Regions from separate parts of the Bactrocera dorsalis genome. Here region 1 is linked to region 2. The links are chromatin contacts, called in public Hi-C maps. All regions are on one chromosome and are shown on one strand. Each heading gives the region's core, a stretch centred on a gene start, on an enhancer-like site or on the middle of the called end of the contact. The rest is flanking DNA. Distances are from core to core; before and after follow the strand shown. Region 1 overlaps LOC105232092 (serine/threonine-protein kinase minibrain). Region 2 overlaps LOC105232092 (serine/threonine-protein kinase minibrain).

Region 1 (2,700 bases), core at 7-2,506, 33 kb before region 2:
ATTTTATGGATCTGAAAACTTTAAATACCAGCAATACGATAGATACTGTCGCTCTCGTTCCTATTTCAAAGCGTCATCAAATCACCAAATGTGAGAGAAACTAAAAACTTCAGTTCGCAAAATTTTTGCACCGCCCGCGTCAAGGTGAAAAGGTCACTTGTCAAATGCTGAAAGCACAAACTTCTATCAAAATTCCTATCTGCTAAATTCGAAAACGTGGAACCGCATTTATTAAAAAAATTGCCAAAAAGCGCGCAATAAAGATAAGCGCATGTGAAATGCGACGTTTTCTGACGTCATAACGCCAACGCGATGATAAGCGTTTTCAGTTTCATATCATTGCAATAATTTGGACAGAACTTAATAAAAGGGTAAAAAGGAATGGAAAAGATAAGAAAGTGAGGGGGATAAGCAATTCGTGCACCGTGTGAACGGGTATGAATGTCTCATATGTAGTCTGAAAATGCCAAGTAATTTTATTTATTGAAAGAAGTTAACAAGCATAGGGTGTATTGGAGTTTGAGAGTAAAATAATCGTGCATTTTTTATAGCAAAATCAAATCGCCATTTTCATCAGTAACAAACAATTCTAGAGTTCGAATTATGCAATATCTCGACTTTGTACCTTCGCACGAACTCTCCCCAATGAACGCTGAGCTTTGATTTATGCGATTATTTTTCGCAATAAATAAAACAAAAACAAAGTATACCGCTAGATCTTAAGCTAGCAACTGTCTGGTGCGCTTACTTTGCGCTTGGCATTATAAAGCTGCTGTGCACATATTCCGACAATTTCTTTTCGCTCACAGACATCTCGATATTTGCTTAGATAGCATTTCACATTTGCGTCTAATAAGTCGCCGCATATGCGCTACATAATTCATTTTCATTTCACTAACGCCGCGATAATATAATCAAGAAAATAAAATTAAACTAAATCAACAGCAAAAAGAAAAACAAAAAAACAAAAAAAAATATATATGCATAAATAAAATCACAAGAATTCAGGCAAATGCCAGCGAGCAAAAGTAACAATACAAAGAGCGACAGCAAATAATTGAAATGGAAAGAAAAAGTCCGCCGAATAGCAAGCAATCTTAATGTGTGTGTGTGTGTGTGGGTAGCGAATGTTGGCGGCGGTGGCAGCAAGAGCAGCAAAGTTAATAAAATTTAGGTCACACATGACGACGACGACAGCGCCAAGCAACTGCGCTATGATGACGAACGAGTGGCCGGGGCCGACTAGAGTATATACATACATAGTCGGCTTTTATGCATGCGCCAATATAAACGTACAAACAGCACACCGTACATCCGACTCACACACGCACGTTGACTACATGTTCACATACATACATATCTATAAAGTGTTCGTTTGCCGCTTCCAGTCGTTTGACCGTACACGGCGCTAGACGCCAATGCGTTCGTCACGCCAACTTGCCGTCTGACTAACCGTTTGTGTGTCGGCTTCTGTGTCTATCTGTCTGTAGGTTGGCTCAATCAGCCGACCGACGTATTGTCTATGTCTTCGACATGTGCAGCACTGTTGCCGCATAGTTTTATAAAACGTTTTAACGCGCTGTTGCTGTGCGCTAAAAACTCATACGTCAAGTTGGTTTGTGGGTGGAGGCATTTGGTGTGCGCTCGGTGGCGATGTTTGGTGGCGATTCTATATAGATTTCTTGTATGTAACGTAGGTAGCGGCTCACTTGGAAATAGCATTGGCCGGCAAAAGCGCGATTGTGCTCATACATACATATGTATGTATGTATGTCCGACTAGTTTTTTCCTGCCGGGCAATTTCTTCTTGCCTGCCAAAAAATATTTCTTACTAACACATTAAAAAGTAAAAAGCCTTTTCATGTTTATCAACACTTTTATGCGCAATAATTTTATATATACTTATTTAAGCAGCTATTTTCATAACGTTTCTGTTATGACGACATGACGACCTTAACTTGGCGCTGTAATTAAACATTGCTGAACTCGGTGCTCTCAAGCTGTGCTTATAAGTTTTCTCAACTAAATAATGTGCGTACAATATTTTTTTTTTTAATATTTTGAAAATCATTGAGTTTCCAAGGCCTCAAGAGAACAGACTGACAGCAGTATTCAAATGACCGTGACTATCCGAAACTACTTAAATAACGAACAGTAGATTTTCACAAGCGTCTCTAGCGAATTTTACACCTAAAACCATTAGCCACAGACGGGTACGAGTAGTAATCATTTGGTGCCAGTAGCCGACTGTATAGTGTGAACATAAGAACCTCCAAACTAAGCTTTCGAGTAACTATCAATCTAAGTAGTAGTAATCCCATGATGCCAACAACACCAACAATGTCAGCCTGGAAATCCAACGCAGGATTACTCTTGTCAACAGGTGCTACTTCGGACTGAGCAGGCAATTGAAAAGTAAAGTCCTCTCTTGACGAACAAAAGCCAAACTCTATAAGTCGCTCATAATTCCCGTCCTGCTATATGGTGCAGAGGCTTGGACGATGACAACAACCGATGAGTCGACGTTACGAGTTTTCGAGAGAAACGTTCTGCGAAGAATTTATGGTCCTTTGCGCATTGGCCACGGCGAATATAGCATTCGATGGAACGATGAGCTGTACGAGATATACGACGACATTGACATAGTTCAGCGAATTAAAAGACAGCGGCTACGCTGGCTAGGTCATGTTGTCCGGATGG
Region 2 (2,700 bases), core at 30-2,529:
TGAAGCGTAAAAAAGTAGAATTTGTAAAATAACATAGAAAACATGTAATACGCTAGTTGGAAGCTTTGAACAAATGTATCCTTTTGATTTTCATAAACATCGAAAACATAGAATAATTTAAATGTGATTTTAAAGGGCTTTGTACTTTAAATAAGCTCACTTCAGTTCATATTTTTGTAATAAATTGCGTCAATATAAAAATTTCCATTTTCATACCATACGTAAATAAACATTAATAGCACATAACAACACTAGCTTGTAGTTTTCAACAAATTTCAGTTCATATTCTCTCTATACAACCTATTTTTCATCTACAGACATACATCTAAAAACATAGAATTTATGAAACTATAAAATCGCTGTGTCTCGAAGGTTATTAGTTGTCGCATTTAATCCTTTAGATCTAAAATATCAGTTTTCTTTGAATTTGTGCTTTATTTCAAAAACATCGAAAACATAGAATTTTTTAAAACAGCTAAAAAATGTTCAAACATGCTTGAATTAGTTTTATTTTATTGGTAACAATAAAAAATAATAATTCTTTCATGCGCAGCTAAATTTTTTTTTTACTTATAAACATATTTTTATATTAATTTAAAAAAAAAATTATTTATATTTTTATTTTAAATTTTTTTTTGTACTTTTAGATTTTTTTTTTGTAATTTTAATAAAAATTTATTTCATATTTCCTATTTAGTTTTTACGTTAAACAAAAAATTTTTGTTTTTACTTAATTATGGTTTTTTTGTATTTAAATTTTTTTGTTTTAAATTTCATTGTTCTTTTAAATCATATGAAATATCTGTTAATACCGCATACATACATACATACATACGTACAAATGTATTCAGGCAATACCAACTGTTGTATATGCATCCCCAGTAATTACATCCCGTTAGTCTAACATACCCTTTCGATTTCTCACTCTAACCGATTTACACACCGCCTCAGTGTTGGCCAAAAACAGGCTATTTCGGTTTGCCATTTCAAACGTCAATTGATTTTACCCGTCTCAACATAGCCTCCAACATCTGCTTCAATAGTTTCCTCCATCATTTTTTTTTTTTTGTTTTTTATTGTACTCTTATTTTTGTTGTGCCGCTACGGAAATTCTATACCGCCGAAGGACGACGCTGCACTGTGCACAGCACAGCAAACATCTCCAATTTCAGTGGCTGCTGCTGCTGGCTGTCAGCACCACCACCACCACCACCACACCACCATAGCCGACTTCACACCGCGGCACACGGCAGCCGACAACCAGCTTGAATGTCTGTCGCCATAGACCCTCTTTGCGGCGCACATTTAGTGGTGCTGTCTGGTCGGCTGGCGCGTTGCAGCGCGTCAACAGTCACTGCGCTGCTAGCTTCTACGCGTCGGCATACACCCATTTTTAAGCGTTTCATTTCTATTTCTCTATATTTTTCTACAATTTCCCTACATTGTTTCGGCTTGTTTGTATTGCGGCCGCAGCTGGCTGGCTTGCTGGTTTGCTGCCTGCCGCGCACATACATACTTTCACACATATGTGCATATTGGCTTGCCGTGCAGCATTTTAGGCGCACACCAAACAGTTCGCGCGCTCTCAGCTGCAAGCAAATGCACGCGCTCTCGCTCTTTCGGTCTCGCTGCCTGCGTTGTCGCTCAGCGCCTTGACTTCGGCTGTTGATTTTATAATGTCTGCAAATCTCTCCAAAATGTTGCAGCATCATGCTTCTCATATCCTTCTCGTTCATTCATCATATGTATAGCGACATAGTCGCCTCATGTCCTTACATATACACGCGCAGTATACATACACTGCGCGCGCTTGCGTATCCGTGCGCTTACACAGCCACACGTACAGTTACTTGGTTTTCTGTGTGTGTGTGTGTGTGTATGTGTAAACTGCGACAATCACACATACGAACAGGCGCGCGCATTTTCTGACCATTATCGACGTTTTGACTTTCCCTGCTAATGTTTGTGGCGTTAGCAACAACTTTTCCGCTTTGCCATTCTTCCAATTCGCTGTTTCATTCCGTTTCAACTGTGCAGGTATATTGCTCAAAGCATGATTGTATGTGAGTTCGCTTAGGGTTATCACTGTTGCTATCCCCGTATGAAGCGCGCGCCCCTACCATGCCTGCATTAACTTTTGCTATATGCTCTTCTTCCCTGCCTTTGTTCGCCCCTTAACTGTGAAAATTACTTTCTGTCTGCCTGCCTGTGCTTGGCTAGCTTTGACTGACGGCCTGTCGCTTTGTCGCTTTACCGGTTTACTGTTTACATTTCTCTTTTCCTAGTTGCCCTTTCTGTGTTCACCAATCTCATTTTCTATTATTTTTGCTCTTTGTTGCCACTACTCTTATTTCGTTGCTTGTTATGCCTCCTTCCTCCTAACTTTCTTTTAATTTGCTATTTAGAGACTCTGCTTTTTCATTCAAAATGTTTTCAACGCGAGTTTTTTTCTTTCCAATGGAACTTAATTTTTGTATTGCTATTTATGCTCGACAAAGCATTGCATACTTTTTGGCGTGCAAATAAAACCTATTACATATAAAACTATCGAACTCAACAGCCGTAGACAATTCTATCCTATAAATTGCCAAAACAAATGCTATTTTTTCGCATATATTGCATACATTTAGGCGCTTAAAAATATAGTAAATTTTGCGTTGCTAAACTTACAAGTTGTTGCATACTTGTAAGCGCTCTTTT

The links. Hi-C and Micro-C count contacts between places; a contact is called where the count stands out from the background.
Region 1: a Hi-C map of whole body shows a contact between it and region 2, with 4 times the contacts expected there. The contact joins two enhancer-like sites. A contact is called at or near these places in 2 of 2 Hi-C or Micro-C datasets (both in whole body).

What each region holds. Positions count from the first base shown.
Region 1 is chr4:5,422,872-5,425,571 of ASM2337382v1, reverse strand. All of the region lies in intron 1 of LOC105232092 (serine/threonine-protein kinase minibrain), which reads left to right. Among protein-coding and RNA genes, the nearest start is that of LOC105232092, 14 kb to the left of the region's middle. Within about 2 kb of position 1,256, the one cell type or tissue checked has open chromatin away from gene starts, as enhancers often do.
Region 2 is chr4:5,389,885-5,392,584 of ASM2337382v1, reverse strand. All of the region lies in intron 5 of LOC105232092 (serine/threonine-protein kinase minibrain), which reads left to right. Among protein-coding and RNA genes, the nearest start is that of LOC105232090, 26 kb to the right of the region's middle. Within about 2 kb of position 1,279, the one cell type or tissue checked has open chromatin away from gene starts, as enhancers often do.